Linked DNA regions of Mus musculus: region 2 is linked to region 1. A link is a contact called in public promoter capture Hi-C data. All regions are on one chromosome and are shown on one strand. The core of a region is the stretch at or near the end of the contact, and the rest is flanking DNA. Distances in the headings are between cores, read along the strand shown.

Region 1 (6,706 bases), core at 1,248-3,747:
ATTCCTCGGGAGCCGACACTCTTGGAGTTTTGTGAAGAGGAGAATCGCAGTGCACCACCACAAACACTGCTCAAACTGCCTTTCTCTTCAGTTCAGCTACTACTTTAGGCCTTGCATGTCTTTCAAGCTCTCAGAAGCCCCTCAGAGTACCAGGATGCGGAAACCTAAACTCAAGCACAGAGCAGCTTTGGAACGCCTCTGTGCACTGAGAACGGCCCTCCAGGCACCAGTGCCAAAGGTACATCAAGACCCTCAAGTGCGTGTCTAACCACTAAATTGGACTGAAGACCTTCACTAAGGGACTCGGGCACCTTAAGCTATCTGGGCAGAACAGTCAGGCTTAAAGAGGGTTCAAGAGACTCACAGCTGGGGGCTGCCTTAAAGCCCATTCTTTCCATTTTGCAGCAGGAATGCTGTGCACACTGCATCGTGTAAACAAGCCTGCCCGTAAAACATTTCTAACAGTGTGACTCAAGTTGAATTTAGTTGTAAGAAACAGTGCATGGCAAGCTTACCCATCAAATGAAACTGAGCTTACAAACTAAATGACTCTAAAAAGAATGAGGATAAACGTCTAGAAGTTAGGGTAGGCATCCCACAGTCTAAGAACAACAGCAAGGCCAGCAAGGCCGTAGGGAGAAAGACACAATCTCTACAGGTAAATGACTCAACCACCAGATCTTACTCCAAACATGGAATTCCACAGTTCTAGATAGCCATATCCAAACTAAAGATGTGCTAAAGACATTAATTCACAACACTGTGACATGTTGGCTTGCATTTGGTGACTTCACATTTAACTCAGGAACTGAGTAGCTGAAAAGTACCTGTATGGTATAAATAGATAACCTGTCCCCACTGTGCCAGATGCCACGCATGTTAAATGTCAAAATTTCCAAGGCCTCATGATTTCAGTCAGGCTGTAATAATAATAAAACACTGATAAAATATAAATAACAGAGACAGGAAGGAAACATGTGAAAATGCTTAGAATCACGAATGGGGAGGGGTTTTTTGTTTTTGTTTTAAGTTTTGTCTGTTTACTGTAAATTTAGAAGAGGTAAGTGAATAAGGTGTGTTGCTTTTTTTCTTTTTTTTTTTTTTACCTTCTCCAGTCATATAATTTTAGCTCAAGATCTCAATGCAGACCTTTTACAAAGAACCAGCCTCCCACCACAAAGGGATTTCCTTCAGCTGAACTACAAGAAAAAACATCTCCCAGGATCCGGCCCTGTCTGTTTTCTGTTGTCACACCTCACCACATTGCTCCAAACCGATGGTTCCTTTCCGTTGCTCCCATTCTTAACCTTGCCCATTGCAGACCTTCAGTTCTTAACTTTGGTGAACTAGAAGGGTTTGGATGATTTCTGAGTTACGCTAATAATTTTCATTGGGCTAACCACAGATTACGTTTTGAAACGTGTATCCCAGAAACATAATCAAATGTCAAGTCCTTAAAGGGAAGACTAGAGATGGATACTCACAGTTCCAAGAGGAAGCATTTTCATAACGGCCATTCTTAACTAGGTTCCATAACCATGAGCTTGAGCGGTGTGGCAAGATGGTCTGTAAGCTCGGGCATAGTGCAGTGATTAGATGGAGCTGCCTTCTCTAGATTCTAATCCATGTGATCTTTTAAGTCCTGTATCAGCACTCGGGGTCTACGTTTCAAGGTGATAAATATCATTTTTGCTCCCTAATTTAAAAAAAAATTAAAAGCCAGATTGCCTTAAATCAATGACTCCATCACCACTGTGTGTAGTGGCTCTGGGAGCTCCTCTTGGAGACACCGCGAGAATTTCTACTTATGACATCGGGCTCTGAGCGCTGCTTCTGACCCTCCTCGAACGCTCGGCGCAGGGGCACGTCACAGAGCGGCACCGGGACAGTCCGTGTCCACGCGCGGTGAGTGCGCGCCTCACAATCCCCGCCTCTGGGGGTACGAGGGATGCGGTGGCGGAGACGCCAGGGTCCCCAGCAAGCAGGACCACCTCTCGGCACCTGAGCCGGGGAGGGAAGGTCCCAGCCGCCACACCAGCCAGGGACCGTGCAGAGAGGAACCTCTTGACTCCGCGGTGCACCAGCCCCGCGCGCGCACGGCCCGCGGGGGAACCCGGGCTCCGGCACCGGAAGCGGCGGCCGCCGGAGCGGCCCCAGAGCCTCCCGAAGCCGAGGGAAACGAGGCCGTGGAGCCCAGGCCGGAAAAGCGGAACGTCCCGCAGAGCCGCGGGGAGGTTCTCCCGTCTCGGCCCGGCTAGGGTCGCCTTGGCCGACTCGCGGCCCTTCGCGGCTGGCGCACTCACCTCCTCCGCTGCCCGGGCTGCTCCACAGGCGGCTGTCACTGCAATCCACGAACTGCCCCGCGCCGGGTTGCGATGCTATTTAAGGAGTCGCGGCCGCAGCTGCTCTCTTGGCTGCGCCACCGGCGTTGCAGCAGCAGCAGCAGGGCCGGGCGGCTGGTAGTGCGCGTGCCGTGCCACGCCGCCCCGCCCCGTCCGCAGGCTCCTCCCCGCCCCATCTCTTAGCGCGCCCACTCCCCCTCGCCAGCTCCTCCCCTCCTGTCGCACAGGTCGAGGCTGTCCCGCCCCATCACACCCACCGCTCCTCTCAGGTCCCGCCCCATCGGCGCCATTCCCGCCTCCCAAGCCCCGCCCTATCTGGGCTGATCCAAGCCCCTCAGACCCGCGGTGCCTCTCAGGCCACGCCCACCAGCTCCAGTCCTTCCCCTCCGGCCGCGCCTCCTCGGTCTTTTGCCCCGCCCCTTAAGGCCCAGTCCTCCTTCAGGTCCCGCCCAGTCCTGCTGACTCCGCCTCTCCCTCCAAAGCCGCAAGGTGGGCGTGGCCTCCCTCAGGTCCATGAGCATGGCTGTCAGCAAGCAAAAGCCACTAAGGTCACCCAAACTGCCCTCTAGTTTCACAACGAATCTGAGGTAGGGCAAAGGGTAAATCTGGAAGTCTCCTGAACCCTGATAATGTGATGCTATGGAATGTTGCAGGTGCCCTTTAGCTCTTCCATCCTTAACATTCTTCCACAGCTGACACCTTGGCATAGCCTCTCTGCTTGCTTCTCTGCTTGGAGGGACCACGGTAGCTGAAGAAGTCCCATCTTTCTTTAGCACAGATATACACGAACCCCTTTAATCCAGTTTCACCACGGTCCCCACACCAAGTTTCGCCACAGTCCTTGGCTAGGAATACAGGACTTCCGCAATATCCTGGCCATGAGGCATCTCTGGACAACCCAGGCCCCTGTGTGGTTCAAGTGAAAAGCAGACTTAGTCGTTGCTCAAGGACGGTGTCCACCTGCCAAGTTTTAAAGGCTTGTCTGCCCTGCTCAGCCTTGGCTCTGTAGACTTGACAAATCCCTTGGGAAAACCTTTTAAGGGCTACCAACGGCCAATGCAAGGCCAGTAGGATGGCTCACTGGGTTAAAGCCCATGCCTGTCACAAAGCCTGAAGTGCAATTCTCAATCCTCAGGACTGTGAGTTACCATGTGCGCATGTAACCCTTCTTCAAACGTCATTTTAAAAAATCTTAAAGATACCCCAAAGCTTTAAGATAATCTTTTAAAAGGTTAAATACTAGAGCCATCACTGTTGCTCAGTGTCCAGAACTGGTCAGTGTGGTTAAGGTAAGATGTAGATCATGCTAACATTTTGAATGGGAAAAAAAAAAGGTCAATATAATTGTTGCCAGGTTCACCTCATGCTATTGCATGAAGACAGTCATCCAGGTACAGGAGGGTTTGCTCCCAGCATTAGATGGAAGTCTTTCTAATATTGCCTTAAATTTGAGGGACAATTATTGCCAGAACACCTCTAATAACATATCATTTACTAGGTGACACTGTTAATCAACTATAATGTCCATAACCCTATGAGGTGGTACCACCTTTGGTCCTCTTCTGTAGAACAGGAAACTGAAGGGCAGAGTCAGGTATAAGAAAGGGCATGGCCGCCGGGCAGTGGTGGCGCACGCCTTTAATCCCAGCACTTGGAGGCAGAGGCAGGCAGATTTCTGAGTTTGAGGCCAACCTGGTCTACAGAGTGAGTTCCAGGACAGCCAGGGCTACACAGAGAAGCCCTGTCTCGGGGGAAAGAAAAGGGGGTGGGGGGGACCATTCTTAGAATTCAAGATCATCTGCTTCTAAACCATGGCCTTTATAACCACAGAGGCCTCCCCTACCCTCTTGGGAGATGATTCATTCCCTCTAGTCACAAGTATACTCAAGCTGACTCATCAAGGAATAAGGACTTTTCCTGGGTGTCTCTGGCCTTCCTCCTGTGGAGTCTGAGGCTCCTTGTCCAATGTTGGTGAGGCAATCCTCACACAAACAGCTGCCATATCAGCGCTGCTTAATCTAGGGGGGTCACAACCCCTTTGGGGAGGCGGGGGAGGGATTGAATGACCCTTTCTCAGGGGCCGCCTAAGACCATTGGAAAAACAGATATTTACAATTCATAGCAGTAGCAAAATTGTAGTTATGACACAGCAATGAAAATTTTATGGTTGGGGACCACCACAATATGAGGAGCTATATTAAAGCATGGCAGCATTAGGAAGGTTGAAAAACACTATAGCAACCGAGTCTTCTAGGTCCTTGAGATTACTATCTTCCAGGTCTATAAGACTTTATTGTCTATAAGGAGAAAGAGACTCCATTCATTTTCAGTTGACTACATCTTGGCTTCTTTGAGTCTCTCTTCACCTGCAATATTACTCATTTTTCTCCTCTCCTTTTTATTTTTTTGTTAACATAAATTCATTTATTGCAGGTTAGGTAAATCTTGAACAGTAATGCTCCTACTGGTCTTTGAGTTAGTCCCTTCAGTCTTCAGATGGCAGACCTGACTGAGACAGAAGATATATTGTAAAACCCAGGCCCCCTGCCAGCCACTGTTTACATGGACAAACCACGATGCCAGGTGCCAATGGCTTATCTTTTCACCTTGGTCTTGCCACAGAAGGAGCAAGTGTGTTTGGCATGCTTCCTCATTTTCAGGAGGAAGGCGCTATGGTGGGTCCCATATATCTCTGTGCATTTAGCCATGTCACTGGAAGCTAAGCCCATGCCTTATCTAATCTTCAGCCCAGGGCTACCTTAGGCATTTTCTAGGTTCTGTAGTACAATCCTTTTCTAGTACCATGCAACCACACACCAGAAATGAGGTGATTTCAAGAAAAGAAATATGTAGTCCCACTGTTTGGGTGACTTACAAGAGTGAGGTGTCAAGATTTGTTCCTGAGGTCTGCAAAGGAAAGGACTCTTCCAGGTCTCTCTTGGACTTGCAAACATCTGTCTTGGCCCCTTGCCTTTCTATGCCATACTCCCAGTGTCTCCTCCCCCAACCGTCCTTTCCAGTGTGTGGTCTAAATCTCTAAGGGGCACAGTCATATGCATGAGTGCCCAACCTAAGGCCCTAAATTTTAACTTGATAGTCTCCATTAAGATGTCATTCTCCAACACAGGAAGGGTTACCTGTTGGCAGTTGACAGGGAGCCTCTTGCCTCATCACATCCCACGGTAAGACATTCATCCCCAAGTTAGATATCTCAAGTTGGATCCAAGCCCTGTATCGTCATCAGTGTTCTATTGGTGTGAAGAGACACCATCACCATGGCAACTTTTAGAAAGGAAATCATTTAACTGGGGCTGGCTTATAGGTTCAGAGGTTTAGTCCATTGTCATCATGGCAGGAAACATAGAGGCAGGAAGGCAGACGTGGTGCCGGAGAGGTAGCTGAGAGTTCTGGATCAGTAGGCAGCAAGAAGAGAGAGATCCACTGGGCATGGCTTGAGCCCATAGGGGCATTCCTATTTAGACCTATTTAGATCCTGATGCAGGGATATTACATTTTGTAGAGCCAAGCATAGAGGAGTCAATTGGGAGATTTCTCTATGGAAGCTAGAGTCTCTTCTCTGTTGCTTAGCCTCTGTTCCATTTGACCTGATTTTTTAAAAAATGTGGCTAACTCCAGCTATACTCAAATCTGTATCTGTCTAAAAAAATCAACTGATCAGTCTTCTAGAAAAACTAGGCAGAGATTAAGTTCTCTGGGTGAAAAAAGACTGACTGGCAGGTTGGCAGTGGCCTCACGTCTAAAGTTTCATTACAGTCATCAACTGCAATGACGCTCCATACACACGGATCAACGGCTTTGGCATGGCACCACCCACAATGGGCTGGGCCCTCGCCCATCAATCAGTCATGAAAAATCAGATGGATCTCACAGAAGAATTCTTCTCAACTGATGTTTCCTCCTTTTGTCTAACACTAGCTTGTGTCAAGTTGACAGAAAACGATTCAGCACATTCATAAATCCTCGGAAGCTGTCCCAACTCTTCTCATGTCTCTATTAAGATATGGCATAGTATTTGTACTTGGTGGTAGTCAGTTGCTTAATTGGATATTTCTAGCCATTCATGTGTGATCAATGCCAATTAGTGGTGTGTGTGTGGGGGGGGGGGGTTGAGAATAAGAAGCACATACAGTTTTGGAAGAGTTCTGGAAGCCCCTTTAAGAAAATTGCAAATATAAAGTTGGACATAAAACTGAATATTTGCATGGAGACCACACATTTAAAGGGGCGCAACAAGTGAATATGAGTTGAGGCCTAGCCTCCAAAGCAAGTTCTAGGTCAGCCAAAGCTACATACTGGGACCCCTGTCTCATACCAAACAAAAATTTTTTAAAAATCAATCAAAA
Region 2 (6,706 bases), core at 2,256-4,755, 900 kb before region 1:
TGAAATACAAAAACCCAACCAACTAAACAACCAAACTAAACCAAACAAACCAAGCATATAAACAAACAAAAACCCCAACAAACAAAAAAACCAAAAGAATAAACAAGAAGCTACAATACTTCAAACTACACCACTTCACTTGAAGATATGGTAATAGACCTGGGATGTGTGTTTCTAGCCTGACCAAGCAGGTTCAGTAAAACTTTGGGTGAGCCAGCTTTTCTGGCTTCTATTATCATTCCTTAAAAAGTTCTTACTATGTGCCAAATGTTGTGACAAGGGCTGGGGCTATGACATTACCCAGAGCTCCCAACTCCTTGTGTACCATGGAGGTAAGAGCACAGATGGCAGCCGTGACTCTGAGGGAAGCCCTGTGTTCCTCAGCAGCAGAAGGGAGGGCTCATCAGAGTGGGGACGGTTCCCCACTGCAGCCCCACAGAGTGGGAGGAGCATCTCTCAGCGTTGTGGTCAACCACGTATACCATTTATCGTCAACCACATATACCATTTATCGTCTTGATCACACAGTTCAGTAACCATCCACCGTCACTCCTTCTGAAACAAAACATTTTTCATGAACCCCCAAACTCTGTGCTTATTAAGTTGTAAGTCCCTCTCCACAGCCCAGCTAGGTTCTGTTCCACTTTCGGTCTTTACACATTTGTTTACTCTTGGTCCGGTTTATAAGTGCTATCATGCAGTAATTATCTTTCTGTACCCAGCATATCTCATTAAGAATAATATTTTCAGGGGGCTGGAGAGACGGCTCAGTAGTTAAGAGCAGTTGCTGTTCTTACAGAGGACTTAAGTTCTGTTCTCAGTACCTATGCGGTGATTCACAAACACCCATAACTCTAGTTTCAGGGAATCTGATGCCTTCTTCTGGCCTTCATAGGTACCAGGTACATATCTAGAGTACATACATGCATATGGTGTACAAACATGCAGGCAAACCACTCATATACATAAAAATAAATCTTAAAAATAATAATTTTAGGATAAGTTCATGTTGTAGCAGATTCAAAGTTTCATTCATTCATTTGGTGGCTGAATAATATACTTCATTACATGATTACAATATACTTATGAATTTGTTGCTAATATTTACCTGGTTTAATTTTACCTGTGGCTATTGTAACTAGTGCTGTCATAAAATTAAGATATAGGGGCTGGAGAGATGGCTCAGCGGTTAAGAGCACTGACTGCTCTTCCAAAGGTCCTGAGTTCAATTCCCGGCAACCACATGATGGCTCACAACCATCCATAATGAGATCTGGCGCCCTCTTCTGGAGTGCCTGAAGATAGCTACAGTGTACTTACATATAATAAATAAATAAATAAATCCTTTAAAAAAGTAAAATACAAATACCTGTTTGATGTTTTAACTGATTGAGACAGGGTAGTAGTTACTGTGTAGCCTTGGCTAGCCTGGAACTCCCCATGCAGACTAGGCTGGCCTTGAATTCACAGAGATCTAGGGCTAAAGGCTTGTTGAGCCATCACACCTGTCAATATCTTCATTAAAACTTTTACTTTACATTATGAGATTAAATTAAATTTTGATCCTGCAGATCATACAAAATTAAAAGTAAAATAGAAAATCACTTTTCACATTTAGGTAAAACTTTTACATGAGTAAAACTACATACTAAATTTTGGGTCATTTTTATTTTAATATGATTTTTATGGTCATTGTAGTTATTAAAATGTTTTCAGCTGGGCGTGGTGACGCACGCCTTTAATCCCAGAACTCGGGAGGCAGAGGCAGGCGGATTTCTGAGTTTGAAGCCAGCCTGGTCTACAAAGTGAGTTCCAGGACAGCCAGAGGTATACAGAGAAACCCTGTCTCGAAAAAAAACTAAAAAAGAAAAAAAAATGTTTTCCGATGGCCCGGAATGATACATTTGTGTATGATAATTTGTTACATTTGTGTATAATTTGTTACATTTATGTATGGTAATTTGATTTATTACTCCCTTTTCCCTGTTACGGTTCTCCAAAGACATAGGATGTAGACTCAGTGCTATGCACCCTGTCTCCTACCCCCAAGAACATCCCCTCTACACATATTTCTCCTCCCCGGACACACAGGCACATACAGAGCGGGCCAAACTGGACAGGAAGACAAGCTGGAGATCGGGGCTGGAGATTCTGAAAGGTGCCTGCTGCCTGAGTTCCCATGGCCATCTATCCAAATCAGAGAGAGTAATCTGCTTTTCCCAGAGTCAACTGAGTGTTATTCTCATCTAAAACATACACAGTGGCATCTAGATGGATATTTGACCAGATGCCTGGTTACCATGGTTAGACAAATTGACTGAAAGGTTGTACCTACCGTTCTCCCAGGTTAAAAAGAAAAGAAAGAAAAGAAAAGAAAAGAGGAAAGGAAAGGAAAAAGGAAAGGAAAGGAAAGGAAAGGAAAGGAAAGGAAAGGAAAGGAAAGGAAAGGAAAGGAAAGGAAAGGAAAGGAAAGGAAAGGAAAGGAAAGGAGGAAAGAAAAGAAAGCACAACCTACACATGTCATAGCTCCTATAAGCCACTAGAGGGCACCATGACCATAGGAAATGGAAGGCATAGTGCCCACACTTTCTTTTAAGATAATCAAAGCCAGGGTAGAAACTCTGAGGGAAGCTTTCAAGTCTCTAATTTTTGTAGCTGGGAAAGTTGTGACCTTATGAAAGGCTACACTATGGGCTATGGAGGAAAACTGAAGTTCGGAGTTAGAACCATGACCTTTCACCTTGGCTTCTCGTGATTTCCACATAACGGCACACACTTTTGTTAGTGATCTCATGGCAATCATTTGCAATGCTGGGATTGTTTTGTTTGTTATAAGCTACATCTGAGAAAGAGGCCTCATCTTGTAAGAACAATGTAGGTGCAGAGTCTACAGAAGGAGTTACGGCAGGGCGGCTGCTCAGAGTTCCCACCCTTTGTTGGTATTGTGTCCAGAATAGTTTGGCTGAACACACAACACACTAAGGGTTTTCTTTGTTGGTTTCTTTTGTAAAACACTGGCTTCAAGTGACACCAGAGAGGCTTGCTGTGCACACAGTCTGGGTGCAAACATCTTTTCTTGGTGTGTGTGTGTGTGAGAGAGAGAGAGAACATATGTATGTGTGTTAGTTGCCAGGCAGTGTGTGTGGGGGTGTATTGAGTGAAAAGTGATGTCCCATGCAATAACATATATAATTTTTCTTTCATTTAAGAGTCAAGTCTAAATTTGAGAGCTCTAGCTCGTTAGTTCCAACAGGTGGATGAAGGGCTAATTTCTTTTGAGCATGCATGCATAATTTAAAATAAAAATTCTATATAACTTGGGAAAATACCATGTTTTGCCTTAAGTATCCGTCCTTTCTGGTTTTGTGGCAGCCCAGCCCCGTCTCCCTGTCCTAGACACCTTTCTCCAGGCTCTTTTCCTCTTCTTCGAGCTGCTGTCGCAGCCTTAGTCTCCCCACTAGGGGGCGAGCGAAGAAAGGCAGAACCAGGTCACAGGCCCGTTTGCTGCTCCAGGAAGAGCAAGCAGAGACTTACATAAGCGGGGTATTTGGGGCACTGTGTGGGGTGGCCATGTCCTGTACGTTGACTCTATAAAACTGTCAGGGATCCTCTCAGCTCAAAGGCTCCCACTGAAAATGATTAAAACACAAGATGCAACGGCAATGGGAATTTTAGTAGGATAAGCTTACCTCAGGGGCCAGATAACTCTCCTCGGTGCGATGAGTTTGCTATGGTTTGTCTGACTACAAGTACATGCTCAGGAACGTGGTTACTCAGTTCTGAGAGACCTCACAGCTGTGGATCCGTGAGTGTTTTCATCATCTTGGTATTGAGTGTCCTCTACCGCAAGTGCTAGGGACCAGAAATGGTTTTAGTTTTGGATGTCTTTGGACTTTGGTATATTTTAATAAACATAATGAGATATCTTGAGGACTGGACCCAAGTCTAAACAGGAAATTCACCTATGTTTCCTGTACTTGTATGTGTAGCCCGGAGATGATCTTAGATGGAATCTTTAGCGTGCTCTGTTTGGACGTTGATGCTTCAAGCTTCTCATGAGTCAGGTGTGGAGTCTTGGATGGGTGGCTTCTTTTCACCGTTCGAAAAGTTTTGCAATTTGGAACATTTCGGGTTTTATATTTTCGGACCTGAAATATTCAACTTGTGTAACAAGATGATCAGAACTATCTGTGGTCTGCCGGCCGCTCCTGCCTCGCCTCTCACATCCAGTCTACTTCTGCTTTTAAAACGAAGCTCATTTGGTTGCCAGGTCGCTCAGAGTCATCGACCACTGAGAATGACGGTTCTGAGTCCACTCGACATTCAGAAAAGGAGGCCGGGAAAACAACATCTTGGAGGCATTTGGGAATACATCCCAGGTGACTGGGGCAACTGGACTGTCCCAAGAACGCAGGGAGGAGGAACAATGAAAAGCACCCCCGGGTCACTTTTACCGTAGTGGGTACGGCAACTCTGCTCCTGTCGGGAAGACTTTAGTTTCCCAGGCAGTCATACAATCTGAAGGAGCCATTTCTATGGGAAAAATGAATGCTGGCTTTGCCTTCAGCCTGCTTTGCTGCGTGCTTGCCAGCGTCTGGCTTAGGTAATTAATTTCCTTATGTAATCCCCTGTTGGAGAAGTTAGATGGATAATGAAGCCACTTGATCCTTTCGTGCTCATTTACAAGACACAGTCATTTCTACCTAGCGCCCAGGTAATTCCCCGTTTCCTTAGCTGTTGCTGCCTCTCTTGACTTGAGCGTTTAGGAATCTGGGGTTGTTATAGGCGGCCTCGGGCAGGCGCCGAGCAAAACCGAGCCTCCCTGAGCATGCAGGATCGTTGCCTGGGCTGTATCGGCTTTCTAGTTCCTTGAGACATGACTGGACTAATTTTTCAGATGCTTTGAATGGAGTAGAGCAGACTGTTGCTTTGCTGTGAAGAGCAAACATGAAAACTCCCAACCTGAGAGTCAAGGCCTATCCATTTCCCTTTAATTACCTCCAGAAGTCCCTGTTAATGATTCAATAGTTATAAAAGTAAATTATAGGTGCTCTGGAACTCCGTTTGCAGTTTCTTTTGACTTTTGAACCGGCTACTGCCAGGCAAAGAGGTGTGAAGTGGTACAACAGTGGTCTGACTCGAATTGCTTGTAACTTTATAGATTTAATAAAGGTAGAGCAAGGCTGTGTCTAAACAGGGTCAGGCTGGCACGGAGGGAATTGCTTTAGGACAAAGAAAAAAAAAATCTTGGCTTCTTGTGGCATACCAAGCTGGGGGCGTTTTCCTATATTATGTTGCAAACTGCTCATCATCAGAGAGGCTCAACAAATGGGTCTGATAAGGTTCTCCGTCCATGGCCTGGTTTGTCCTGTATCACTGTGATGAACATCACGAGGCAGTGTAACTCACGGAGAAGGGGGTCCACTTGCCTTTTGTGTCCTGGTCATAGTCCATCACTGAAGGAAGTCAGGGCAGGAACTCAAGCAGGAGTGGGGACAAGAAGAGGCAGAGAGGAAAGCTAGCTTGCTCGCCAAGGCTTAGTTTGTTTTCTTACACAACTCAGGTCCACCTGCCCAGGGGTGGGACTGTGGACCAGGCCCTCCTCCATCAGTCAGGGGTGGTACTGTGGCCCAGGCCCTCCTCCATCAGTCAGGGAGGTACTGTGGACCAGGCCCTACACCATCAGTCAGGGGTGGTATTATCTCCAGTGGACCAGTCCTTCCCCATCAGTCAGGGGTTGCATTGTCTCCAGTGGACCAGGCCCCCCTCCATCAGTCAGGGGTGGTATTGTCTCCAGTGGACCAGTCCTTCCACCATCAGTCAGGGTGGTACTGTGAACCAGGCCTTCCTCCATCAGTCAGGGGTGGTACTGTGGACCAGGCCCTCCTCCATCAGTCAGGAGTGGTGTTGTCTCCAGTGGACCAGTCCTTCCACCATCAGTCAGGGAGGTACTGTGGACCAGGCCTTCCTCCATCAGTCAGGGGTGGTACTGTGGACCAGGCCCTACACCATCAGTCAGGGGTGGTATTATCTCCAGTGGACCAGTCCTTCCCCATCAGTCAGGGGTGGCATTGTCTCTAGTGGACCAGTCCTTCCACCATTAGTCAGGGTGGTACTATGGACCAGGCCTTCCTCCATCAGTCAGGGGTGGTACTGTGGACCAGGCCCTACACCATCAGTCAGGGGTAGCATTGTCTCCAGTGGACCAGGCCCTCCTCCATCAGTCAGGGGTGGCATTGTCTCCAGTGGACCAGGCCCTCCTCCATCAGTCATTAATTGAGAAAATGCCCACAGACACGCCCACAGGCCATTCCAATGGAGGCAATTCCTCATCTGAGGCTCCCTCTTCACACATGACTATGTGTCTAGGTGACAAAAACTAACTAGCCCAGTTCTGTTCTGTGTGGTTGTAAATACATAATGACTTCTTTCCAGTCATGGTTTCTGAAACACACTTGAGGTTGTTGTCACCACTTGTAGGTGAAATAGGTCACAGTGAGTTTCAAGATTTTGGGGGGTAGGCGGTGGAGAAAATCTTTTCTTGTGTTTGTTTTCTTCCTTCCTTTCTTCCTTCACTACTACTACTATGACTTCCTCCTCCTCCTCTTCCTCTTCCTCTTCCTCCTCCTCTTCCTCTTCCTCCTTATAGTTTTTCGAGACAGGGTTTCTCTGTGTAGCCTTGGCTGTCCTGGAACTCCCTACAGAG

Evidence for each region. Promoter capture Hi-C pulls out the DNA fragments that hold promoters and counts their contacts.
Region 2: a promoter capture Hi-C map of hippocampal neurons shows a contact between it and region 1, with 4 times the contacts expected there. The contact joins the enhancer-like site here to the promoter of Acsl1 in region 1. A contact is called at or near these places in 14 of 39 promoter capture datasets (the 3T3-L1 cell line, the C10 cell line, the HPC-7 cell line and 9 more) and 2 of 484 Hi-C or Micro-C datasets (the HPC-7 cell line and cranial neural crest).

What each region holds. Positions count from the first base shown.
Region 1 is chr8:46,466,828-46,473,533 of GRCm38.p6, reverse strand. It overlaps Acsl1 (acyl-CoA synthetase long-chain family member 1), which reads right to left and starts at 2,497. Exons shown (of 21, transcript NM_007981.4): 1 at 2,304-2,497. It overlaps Gm31050 (a long non-coding RNA gene), which reads left to right and starts at 2,484. Exons shown (of 2, transcript XR_378936.3): 1 at 2,484-2,929; 2 at 3,035-3,543.
Region 2 is chr8:47,367,675-47,374,380 of GRCm38.p6, reverse strand. It overlaps a transcript of Stox2 not described here. Among named protein-coding and RNA genes, the nearest start is that of Gm39171, 47 kb to the right of the region's middle. Within about 2 kb of position 3,505, at least 38 of the 459 cell types and tissues checked have an H3K27ac peak or open chromatin away from gene starts, as enhancers often do. A contact at or near this core is called in hippocampal neurons, where this site is marked.